Linked DNA regions of Sus scrofa: region 1 is linked to region 2. A link is a contact called in public HiChIP or PLAC-seq data. All regions are on one chromosome and are shown on one strand. Each heading gives the region's core, a stretch centred on a gene start, on an enhancer-like site or on the middle of the called end of the contact. The rest is flanking DNA. Distances are from core to core; before and after follow the strand shown.

What was found. HiChIP or PLAC-seq counts read pairs in DNA pulled down with a chosen protein or histone mark.
Region 1: a contact with region 2 is called in an H3K27ac HiChIP or PLAC-seq map of alveolar macrophages. The contact joins the promoter of CD44 here to the promoter of SLC1A2 in region 2. A contact is called at or near these places in 1 of 47 Hi-C or Micro-C datasets (skeletal muscle) and 1 of 2 datasets of contacts at active chromatin or transcription factors (alveolar macrophages).

Annotation. Positions count from the first base shown.
Region 1 is chr2:25,879,845-25,886,152 of Sscrofa11.1, forward strand. It overlaps CD44 (CD44 antigen), which reads right to left and starts at 4,365. Exons shown (of 14, transcript XM_013994425.2): 1 at 4,117-4,365. The coding sequence starts at 4,219.
Region 2 is chr2:25,602,136-25,608,176 of Sscrofa11.1, forward strand. It overlaps SLC1A2 (excitatory amino acid transporter 2), which reads left to right and starts at 1,757. Exons shown (of 11, transcript XM_003480708.4): 1 at 1,757-3,444. The coding sequence starts at 3,428.

The DNA.
Region 1 (6,308 bases), core at 3,115-5,614, 280 kb after region 2:
TTAGACAAGGAACAGCCTCTCCCTTTTTTTTCCAAGGCTGCAAATGAGAGCATGTCTAGAAGGGCAGCTGGACGCTGATAAGGGAATGGACTTATTTTAGTAACAAATAACTAGGTTGGCATCTCTTGACAGCTGGGGCCAGGCTTGGAGAGAGACAGGCCAGGGCAGAGCAGGGCAGCCAAAAGGCCTCAGCCTGCCAGCGGGAAGAGGAGAGCTGCTCACACCAGGTTTCCCATTTGCTGGCCTCACATAATTTCCAAAGTCCCCCAGAGGCAAAGAAATGAATCAAAGGAGAGCAGGCATTGGAGTCTAACACGGAGGATGTCAGACCATGAGGAACCCCAATTCCACCACTCCCTAGCAAGCAATCTCCCTGAACCTCAATTTCTTTTTTTTTTTTAAGTTTTTATTAAAGTATAGTTGATTTACAATGTTGTGTCAATTTCTGCCATATGACAAAGGGACCCAGTCATACATATACATACACTCTTTTTCTCCTCTTATCCTCCATCATGTTCTATCCCAAGATCAGTTTCTTTCTCTAGAAAATGGAATTTAGAAAGTGCTAAACAGCACAAGGATCTCTACTCAGTGCTCTGTAAATAACCTATATGGGAAAAGAATCTGAAAAAGAATGGATCTGTGCAAAGGTCTAATTGAATCACTTTGCTGTATACCTGAAATGACCACAACATTGCAAATCAACTATACGCCAATAAAATAATAAAAAAAAAAAAATGAAAGTGCTAAACGTGCATAGGGCTGCTGTGAGGCTTATACAGGATAACCTATTCGAAGCTTCTGGATGAATGCCTAGCCCAGAGTCAGTGCTGAGTAAATGATATTTGCTGGGGACTTAGGGCCCTACTTTGCACAGGAGCAGAGTGTCAGGCATTTAAATTTAAAGTTGGCAACACTCTCCAGCAACAACACTCCAGGAGACCCTGGACAGTGCAGAGGCTCCTCCCCAGGAAGCAATTTTGCTTGATGATAAGCTATCATCGAGAATAAGATAGCTCCTTATTCTTATATTAAAGTCAAACTGGGAATATTGTGGAGGAAAATGCAAAGTTGTATTGAGTGTTTTAAGATAGCATTCAAGGCATGAAACAAACATCAGTGGACCCATGCTCTCCTGCCCACTGACGAGGGCAGAGGTGGGGCTCACAGCAGTCCTGGAGGATCGAGGTATTTCAGAGAACTGAGGTTGGGAAAGTGTCCTGCGCTCACTCTCTGTCCGAGAGAGGGGAAGTCACTTTTCTCTTTGGGGATCTGTTTCTTCCTCGGGAAAAAGAAAGGGTTTTTCTAAATGATCCTTGGAATCCCCATCTCTGAGTCTATGGCAATGAGTCAAGAAATATTTCTTGAATGAATGGAAGGGGATCTGTCATAAACTAAGAATTTCATGCCGCCCAGCATCCTCTGCTGCGTGGGGCAATTTGGAAAAAGAATGGAAACTTTTCCTATGAGCTGCTAGCCTCAAACACACCTACTTGGCACCTTGCCTTGGCAGGAAGTAAGATGTCCGTTGTGTGTCTATTTGGGGAACATCTGAAGTAATTGATGCTAACTAACCTCAGCACTGATGGAGTTTTGCTTCCTTGCTTCTTTGCCTGGGACAACACAGCCAAAGTCCAACTCCTGGAAGAGGGGGTCTCTAAAGCTCAGAGGGATCAGCAGGCTGCCTGCCACCCCCAAACCCCACTACTGTCAGATGCACCCCTCTTTCTAAACACCAGGAGTGAAATTCCTTAGCAATGACCTCTCACCCACAGAGGAGAGGAGAAGGAGAGGGACGAGGGCTCCCCCCAATGCCCGCCACCCAGGGCTACTTTATTCCTCCCACTGTGACACCCAGTTCAAGAGATCTATTCTCCAGCTTAAAGAGTCTGGGTCCAATGCTGCTTGAGTGCATTCGGCCACATCGCCACTTCTTGCTCTCCAGTAGGGAGATGGGAGCTTTCTTCCTTCCCGAAGCCTCGCCCCTTCCCACAGTTTCCTCACTGTCCTCCAGAGCCCACTGCCTCCACTAGCAGCGGGGCAACAGCAGAACCTCCCCGCCTCCTCTTTCTCCTTCCCTTCTCTGCCTGCCCAGCCCAAGCCTGCTGTTAAGTCACGTCTCCTTTCCAAGTCTCAGTTCCTTTCAAACAACTTTACAAGCACATGAAAGCCTGGGCCCCAGCAGTTATTGCTACAGGCACTTTTGGGCGCTTCCTCCAAATGATGCTGCCCAAAGGGACCACAAAAACTCCGGGCAGGAGAGCCTGCTGGTCTGGGGAGGAACTTCAAGGGTCAAGACAGTGCTGAATATTGGGGGATGGGGCCCTTAAGAAGAATCAGGGCTACAGGATGGAGGGAGTCAGGAGTCAGAATTCTCAGAAACAAAGCAGAAGATGACACAGGAACATAATGTACAAATAAACTTCCTTAGAGGTCACAGAGACACCAACCTGGTTCCTCTTCACTGAGACCAGGCTCAGGGCTCCCCCTGGAATCTTCCCCTCTTCTCTCCCCGCCCCAGCATTTCTGCCTTTCCACGGCTCCTTGGAGGTCTAGTTCCTTGCCTTTGAAAGCCTCCTCTAAGGGCTCTGGTCCACCACGACCCCACCTTCCATAAAATCTTTTCTGAGAGTCTGTCTATGCCACACACCCAGCCTAACATATTCTGATTAAGCAATAGGCTCAGGGGTCTGGTTCACACGACCACCCATCCTTCTGGCTGTGTGAACATCAGCAAGTCACTTAACCTCTCTGAGCTTCACTGTGTTTCCCTCCTGTAAAAAAAAAAAAAAAAAAAAAAAAAAGGCTAACAACACCACACTGGGCCATCACAAGGGTGAAATGAGATAACCCAAGTCAAGAATTCAGCACAGTGCCTGGCACAGCAAAAGTGCATAAGAAATAGTAGCTAGTGCAGTCATCCCTATTAATATTAATTATTATGATCGGTGATTACTTTTGTTCTGTTTGAGGAATCTACATCTTAGATCCCCACATGTCCTTCTAATGCACCCAACTAGGATTGTGTCTTTTACTTTCTTGGTACTCCCAGGGTTGTGTTTAATAAACACTTGCTGAGTGGAATTAACCATAGGTTGAGCTGTTCTAATGACCCAGCTGGCACTTCTTAAAAGAAAAATAATTAATTTTTCTAGCGATAACCAAATCAGCCATGTAATTATCTGTACCTCTATAGACAAAAGAAAGGAATGCTTGGAGTTCAGCCTCACCAATACATCACACACAGCCTCTCCCCCCAACAGCCACTGAAGGGCATGGAGCCTATTGGGATGGGATATTGGCAGCCCCAGATCCAGGATTCCTGATGCCACCCTGGTGCCCAGGTTCCCCCATCCTGCCTAGAGGCTGCCAGGCAGGGAATACGAGCCACATCGCTGCTGGCTGGATTTCCCCTAACTGATCGGCAGAAGCAGGAGGTTGCCAGGACCTAGCAGCTGGCCCAGTCAGTGCCTCTCCTATTCACACTCCCTGACCCAGGCTGGCACCTCGTGGAGACCCAGAACCTTGCCACAGTGCTGGTTCAGGTTCCCACAGTGTTAAGATCCTTAGTGACTGGAGCCAACTGTAAGAGCCTTGGAACCCAGGACCCCTTTCTAGAAAGCTCATGGCCACCAGCCCTCACACATAGCCACTGTGCCCACCTCTATGGCCACCTCGCCAACAGCCCTGCCTCTGCCCTAGCCCCTGTCCCTGCCCTGCCCAGCTCTGCCCGGCCACAGCCCAGCCGGGCTTCCAGCGCCCTTGGGCACCAGAGCCTGTTAGTCCAGACGCGCGGGCTGTGCGCGCCCAGGAATACAGTTACTTTCTGCCTTGTGCTTCTAGGGCTCCAACAACCTCACCCAAAACTGCGCGCCACCGCCGGCAGCCTGCCCAGCAAACTTTTCTTCGTTCTTTCTCTTTTCAACAAAACGGTGCTTTCCACCAACAGGCTCTCCACCAGCTTAGCGCAAATCCGTGCCCGGCTCTCCTTCCCCAAATCCCAGCCGCTCGCCGCCCACTTGACTCAGGTGCCCCAGGGCCAACTCAACCCGCGCGACTGCCGGCGGGTCCCGGCCACTCCTGTCACTCCCTCCCACCGCCTCGGCAGGCACTCACCGATCTGCGCCAGGCTCAGCTGCACGAGGCAGAGTCCCCAAGCTGCGCGCCACCAAAAGGTGTCCATGGCGTCGGAACGACGGAGAGAGTGAGCGGGTGACATGGAAGGGCCGGGGCGCTGGGCGGGGGCCGGCAGAGCACTGGACGAGCAGGGCGCCAGAACCTGTCCGAGGCTGGGGTCCGGCTGGCAGTGAGGGCGCCTGGGAAGTTGGGTGCAGTTTTTATTCGAGGGTTGAGTGAGTGACCTAAGAGGGAGGGAGCGAGCGGAGGACACACCCAAGCGAGGGGGCTGTGACTAAGCAGCCGGCAGAAGTTTAAAGACGTACCGGCTCTCCTTGGCGCTGGCCTCGCTGCCCCCGCCCCCTTCTCCACGGAGATGGTAACACCGGGTGCCAAAGCGGGTGCCCCGGGGGGCCGCGGGGTTCCATCGTACCGGGAGGCACCGGCTTTCCGCTCCAGAGGCGACTGGGAGCCCAGCCTTTGGACGCAGCAGGGAATGACTGAGTCGTAAAACTTCAGCCCTTTGGGATCAGCCTCTGGCTTCTCCTCTTTACTGTTTCTCTTTGCATCTGGCTGGGGAGCTCTTCTCCCTGGGTTTTCAGAGGCAGCTGGATATTCTGGGAGAAGAGCTGGGACAGAGCCAGGTCCTGCCCTGGAGAGTGGTGCTTCCCTGCCCATGATGGGGAGCTTGTGATTCTTCCCAGGGAAGAGAGGAAGTGCACATTCTTCTTCCCTCGAAGGAGAAGGAAGTTCACAGCCTCAGGTGGATTTTTGATTCTTATCAGGACCACTCAGAGAAGGCTAATGATAACCAGCCACTGACCCACCTGTTATCATCCAGCCTCAGGCTGGCACCTGGAACCATCCACCCATTCATCCACGCACTCACTCACACACTCATTCATCCTCCCAAGTATCCTTCCATCCACTGATTCATCTCTCTACCCATCTTACCTTACCTCCCTCCAGGGCTCGTGCATCTGTCCATCCAGTAGACACTCACAGCCATCCATCCTTCTTTCCATGCATTTATCTAACCACATATCCTTCCAACCACCCTCTCATCCAGCTTCTCATCCAGCTGTCCTTAATCTTTTCATATTTCTTTGTTTTTTTTTTTTGTTTTTTTTTTTTTTTTTTTTTGTCTTTTTGCTATTTCTTGAGCCACTCCCGCGGCATATGGAGGTTCCCAGGCTAGGGGTCCAATCAGAGCTGTAGCCACCGGCCTACACCACAGCCACAGCAACGCAGGATCTGAGCCGCGTCTGCGACCTACACCACAGCTCACGGCAACGCCGGATCGTTAACCCACTGAGCAAGGGCAGGGACCGAACCTGCAACCTTATGGTTCCTAGTCGGATTCTTTAACCACTGCACCACTACGGGAACTCCTCATATTTCTTTGTAAATCCACATCCATCTATACACTGTCCTCGTCTCCTTCCATCCACCCGTATATCTCATCATACATGTATCCATCCATTATTCGCCCATCCACCCATCCATCCTCCACATATCCATTCACCATTTTATCCACCCTCTCACCCACCCATGCGTCTATCCCTTCTTTCTTGCTGCCATGTATATTCCTATCTATGCAAGGGTTAATCCACTTTCCTCCATCTAGGCTACCCAACAAATCTCGAAAGGAGGAGGAAATTGTCATATTCTTCAGGGGAGGCATAAACCCTACCTTATATCACACTGTCATATCTATCCGTAATATACTGTGATTTAATATGTGAAATGCAGAAGCAGTATTTGTTGCTCATGTGGACTACTGAAAGTAAATCTTAATGGAATTCTTGCCTGGTGAGACATACAGAAAATGACAGTGGTTACCAGTGATTCTGACAAAAAAGACCCTGAAGGAGCTGTGCCAGAATTTCTGAGGGAAAGTAATTACCTTTTGATTGTGGAGAGCAGTTTGGAATGACTTGAACATTTGATCAGAGGAAGAGGTTGAGGGGGGCCAGCAAGACATGAGAATTAGTGGGGTGAGCCATTTCTAAGTTTTACTGGGAAGATCGAGCTTGATTCCTAAGAAATAGGGAGCTAATATAAGCTTATTATTATTGTTGTACTAAAATAGACATAACATGAAATTTGACATGCTAGTCATTAGGTAGCGTTTAGTACAGGCACAAAATTACGCAGCCATCAGCAAGCACTGTTTTAGTTCAGGCTGCCGT
Region 2 (6,041 bases), core at 507-3,006:
AGAAAATGCAAAAAGACAAAAAAAAAAAAAAATCAAACGAGGACATGTATATGTGTGTGTGTATATATATACACACACACATGTATTAAGGTACTTTGAACATGGAGTAAGAACCCAGGAAATGTTAGGGTAATATAATAACTACCAGAGGTCCTAGCTGAAACATTACCTTGATTCAGCTGTGGTAAACCACTTCTCAGAGCTTGGATTAGTCCTTAAGTCAACAATCAATAAAGCAAAAAGGAAAAAAATCCCTCAGAGTAAAAATGAACTTTGAACACCCCCAAGTCACCTAGCAAGGTATGATACAGTTTATTTCTTTGCATTTAGTCCTGCAGAGTAGTTTTTATTCATCCTAAGTTTGAGATCCTGTGAGTGAGACTTAAGAAAGGTAAATCTATATGCAAATGTCAGAGCATCCCATTCCTTCTGCTTTAGCCATAATCACAGAATCCCTGGAGGACACTGAGAGATACTAGGAAATTCCAAAATGTTCCTGCTGACTTGTGGGGTTGACTTCATTCTGTCCTCATACCAGAGCTTTATTGACTTAATGTGGGCTGGGAGATTTGTAGTTTGTGGTGAAGACGGAGAAGAATTAAGGGGGTCATCCTCTAGGCAGCTTTAGGGGAGGCTAGATTTTCATGTGGGCTCAGTGGGAAATTAAATGGGGTGGATGGTGCTGCTCCCACATGTCTAGGATGACCCTTTATTGAGCACCCAAGATGTGCGAGGCTCAGAACTAAGCCCTTCCTACACATTAGCTATCTTATTTAACTTCACAGCAACCATGAGGTGGCATTATTTAATTTTTATTTATTTTTTACTGTATTTTTTTTTATGGCTGCACCCATGGCATATGGAATTTCCCAGGCTAGAGACTGAATCCCAGCTGTATCTTCCTTTTGTCTTTCCAAAGGCTAAACACACCAGTTTGCTTCAACTACTCTTGGAGGCTGTGTTTCTGAACCATTTCTCCTCCTGTGCTTCCTGATGCTGGCTGCACAGCAGGATAAAAATCACATGGGGAAGTGAAAAACAAACAAACAAAAAATACAAACCCTGAGTCAGAGCCCTGCTCCAGACGGACGGAACCCAGATCTGGGAAGGTGGCCTGGGCATTATTGTTTTGAAAGAAACTTTCTCATTATATTTTAATGTGCAGTTAGTACTGAAAAGCACTGCTCCAATTTGCTTGAAAAATGAAGACCCTCTGGAGCGAGGAAAAAGAAATCGGTTCCTTCTAGCTAATGATTATTATCCAGAATTATCTGTGGCATATTCCACATAATTTAACAGGCCGCCTCTTTAAGGGCAGCTGAATGCAAATGTTTCGAAAGCATTGGATGGGATGTCAAGGTTCCCAAACATAGCCATTTACCGGGTGCCAGCCTCTAGTGGAAGAGATTTGCGTACCTTTTACATTTCATTTCTTTTTTTCAGCACTGAGAGGTTGGGAACGGTACTCCCATTTTGCAGATGGGATGAAAAGAAATTGAGGAATTTCCTCCCGGATTACTCCAGGGGAAGGTGAAGAACTAAGGCTTTCGGATAGCAGCAGTCGGCACTTCACCACGAAGCCGCGCGCGCCCTGCTGGGACTCGGGCTTCCCTGGCACAGTCCCCAGGATAAACTCCGCGAGCTTCTACGTGGCCCGCTGCTGCATTCGGTCTTCGAAAAAGCCTCAGAGCTGGAAAGCGCCTCTTTCTGGGAATAAGACTAGGGAGGCGGCGACGGAGGACGATACCCGTATCTCAGACCCTGCCCAGAGGAGCCCCGCAGGTTCTAAGGGACTGGCTTGCCGCACTGACATCGGCGCGCTGACACTTTGCAGATCTCTTTCTCTCAAGAGAGAGCCCTTTTAATTTTCACTTCGGCCCAGCAAAGGGGGTTAATTTGGCCCCATTTTCCAGACGAGGAAAGTGAGTCTTTCTCTCCCCGTAGGTCGCAGCGTGGGGAAGTGGTGGAGCTGGAGGTGTCCGCCTTGTCCCAGAGATAATAAAACCTGCACGGATTTCGTCATTATTATGCAAAGCCGGCGGGGAAGCTCCAATCCTCCCTTGACCGAGCCCATCTGTCTCCGCGCGCCGCCCCCGGGGCACAGAAGCCGACGGCAAACGGAGCCGAGTGGGTGGAAACCCTTCCTCTCCGCTTGCCTCGCCATCGCTCCGCGCCTTCTCCGCCAGCGCCCCCGAGGCCGACCTCCCTCGGCTTAAAAAAAAAAAAACTGCGGCCTCCCCAGCACCCCGCCAGCGGCCCCTAGGGAACTGCATTAATATTAATCCCCATGCATAATTGAAGGCCAGAGATTTATTCGGGCCGCGGTGGGGGAGGGCGCCCGGCTGGGCTGTGTTGTGGCCGCGCTACTCAAAAGCTTCGGCCGCTCGGGTTCCGCGGGGCCTGGTACCCAGGACGTGGGAAGTTGGGGCGGGTGTGCAGCCTGTGAGGATGAGCTTGGGAGTAATGTGAGTCTGAGCAAGTGTGCCAAGGAGTGAGGCGTAGCGCTGGGGGCTGCTCGAGGGAGGCGGGGACGGAGGGGCATCCCAGGTCTTCACGCCTTGGCTTGCGTTTTACCCACAGCCGGGTGACCCCGGGCCACGCGGGCTTGAGAGGAAACAATAGCGACTCCTTAGATCCTGGGCTCCTGCCACCGGCGGCCCAGGCCTTCCCAGGAGACCAGCGGGGCTTCTTATTTGGCTAGTTTATGGCGAGAGGCTGGGCGGGGGCGGGGGCGGGATGGCGGAGGAGGGACCGCGGCTGGAGCTGGGGGGCGAGGGGGCGGCAGTTAAAGGAGTCTCCCGAAGCAGAGGCGCTGGTGATGTCAGCTCTCTACTAAAATAGAGAGGGATCGCCCGCAAATCCCCAGCTCCAGCGGGGCTAAACCTTGCAACCCCTCCCCGGCCGGCGCTGAGCCAGGGCGCAGCGACCTCCACCGCCTCCCCCGGCGTTCACACCCACCGCACACGCGCGCACGCACGCACGCACACACACGTTCCCTTGCACACCTACCGCACTCGCCGCCCTCCCACCCCCCACGAGCCCGCGCTCCGCCACTCGAAGCGCCCCACACCAAACACAGGTGGCAGCGGCGGCAGGTCGTCCCTGCGCGCAGTCCCGGAGGCGGCGCCTCTCTCTTGGGGGAAACCACCCTCCGAGCCTGCAAAGCACCCAGCAAGGCACTACCGGAGCCGGCGGAGGGAGCGCAGGACGCGCGCAGCGGAGAGCGGAGACGCGGCTTAGCGCCGGCTGGAGCCTCCCGCGCCCCCTGAGGCGCTAAAGGGCTTACCCAGGAGGCGGGTGGAAGGGCGGGGAGAGGTTCCCCCTTAAATACCGCGCTCCGCCACACTCGTGCGCTCCCCCGGCACCCGGTCGCTCCTCGTCCGCCGCAGCCGGACCTTGCAGAAGAGGAGGGGGCGTTCCCCGAGCCATGGCATCCACGGAAGGGTAAGGGGGCTTTTCTCTCTACTCGCAGGGAAGGGGGAGGTGTGCGTGCGGGGTGGTGGTCCCTTATCCGGGATGAGAACCGAGAGACGCCGGCGCCCGGCCTCGGAGATGGTGGCAAAACGATGGCTCTGCTGGAAGTGGAATGGTGGGGAGGAATTGATTTCCTTTCCCGAAGCTTGCTCCTTAACCCTTTAAAGACGCGAGAGACCAAGGCTTGTTTTATTTTAATTAAAAAGGTTCGGTGGAGGTGTGAAAAAGAGTGACGAAAAATCCTCTTGAGGTTACTTTTGAGATTTAAAAACAATAAGCAGTCGGGCACCTTGAGAGCAGCAGACACTGCCCGGGGGAAGCAGCGCTTGGAGAGCGGCGGCGGCTGGAAGGTGGGGGACCAGCTCGAAATGAATGAGCTGGAAACAGGGACCGGGGCCGGCCGGGGCGGGGCGAGGACCTGCGCGCCGGCCTTGAATGTCAGATTTGCAGAGTTGCGGAGTAGATGCCGGGCCTTCTCTGATCTCTCCTTGTCCCTGGATGGTGGAATCTCCCTGGCCAGCTTTAAGGAAGAGTGGATGAGATTTGGGTGCTTCCCGGGAAGAGGCGGGAAAATGAGTGATTTGGGGCAGGGACAGTTCTGCCTTCTGTCTTGGACTTGTCTCCTGCCTCCGGAGGCTGCAGTTGGATGGAGAATGCTGACAGTGATCAAAGCAGCCGTCTTTAGCAAAAGGGACATAGAGCTGCAAGGAACCCTTGACTGTCTCAAAGGGGCCAGAACAAAGTCTCCGGACCAGTGTCTCCTAGGACACTTTCCTGGATTGGGAGTGTCTTAAAAAACGGGTTGGGCAGCTCAGACCTTTGATTAATTCACAGAAGTGCACTAACCCCTTGCAAGAGACCACTGGATCTACCTTCAATGGAAAGCAAATACCAGGGGATCCTCTGAGCACAGGTGGAGAGTCCTGGGTTCTGGAGCTTTCCAGAACTTCTAATAAATTTTACCCACTCTGGAGGCTTGTTTTGGGGGAAAGGTATGCACCTTTAAGTAGGAGTGTAGAGGTGCTCCAAAGTCAGATCTCTAGACATCAACCTCCAACGAAGGGCAGATATTTCTACAACTACCTCTCTGTGTCCAAGAGAAAGAATTCATCCCTTTCCTGTCCCCTGGAGTTCCTCCAATAGGGGACCGGCATCCTGTGGTAGTGTGAGATTGCCCTTCTCTTTTTTGGCCCAACAGTTTAGCAATGTAGACCTTTTTGATTATTACTTCTCCAAAAAAGTTGCTCCAGAAAGACACTTGTGTACAGGGAGGTGGCACATTGTGCTAACACAGACCTCTAGAATTAACTATTAAGAGCTCGTTTGTCTCAACCTCAATTTTTTCGCCTCCTTAATTAAATAGTCTTTCATGTTAGAAAAGATATAAAGGCATTTCTGGCTGCCTGCAGGTCCCTTAGAGAAAGAGAGAGAAATCTCTCTTCCTGTGAAGGCTAGATCTGGAAAACATTTGGGAAAGAGATTGGTGGTGGTAGTCTTTCAAATCCTGTGTCCTTATTTCGATGGTCAGATAGTAAAGAGTGAGATTAAGACAACAACAGAAACCCCCCAATTCAGTGTTTACCTTACCTTTGTCCTAAATGAGAGCTGTCAAAGGATTTGCCATTAAATATGGAGCAGAAGTGAGTATCAGTCTCTTTAAAAGACTCGCATTCAATGAATGCCATATTGTGCCCTGTGCATAATTAAGCAAAGATTGGGCGAAGAAATTTGTATTTAGGTGATGAAACAATTGAGAAAACGTGAAAGACTGGAAAACAAATATAGAAAGCGTGAAGACCCACTATCATTTCAGAGCAGCGACTGATGAGCAGGTGACGTTTTTCAGATGCCCTGATCTCTTCTGTTCGTCCATCTTTTCTTCCAGGTGCATTTACTGAGTGCTTGTTGGTGGGACCTCACCTGCTAGGCACTCTGGGCGGATAAAGACAAGACGTAGATGGTCTAGGAACCGGCTTGTAGAAGGCTGGTTCCAATCAAGGACTTTAATGAGTAAATCATTGCTCTGGTTTAGTGAGACTGTCTTGCCTCTTCTGATATCTTTGGTTAATATGCTTGGGAAAAGGGAAGTTCATTAAAAATCCTCAGGCTGGTTGCCTTTGTTAGCTTGTGTCTTCTAACAGGAATACATTGCTGAGAAGGAAGCAAACATAGCAGTATAGTCATAGTCAGTGTACGTATTTTCAGTTCAATTCTGTTTGATCCAGAATGTTTGGGGAATGGAAAAGTTTGGCAGACCGACCACTTGGGTTACCATGTATTTGGGGGTATATTTAGAGTCAGTGACATCTGCCAGTCATCAATTTTGAAAGAATCATTAGAAGCGCCAGTAATATCTTATGTCTGTTTAGCATTTCCTTTTCAACACTCATTTGGTACCTTATCACATTTGATTCTTCCAGTAACTGTGAAGTAGGCATTCCAGTGGAGGATGGACTTTAAAATGATGGAGAATGTAATTTCATCTTTCCAGGAAAATTCCAGGACTTAGCAGAACTTGGAAACGTCTGGAAACACCAGTTCCCATTGAAGTGTGTGCTAGGCATGTC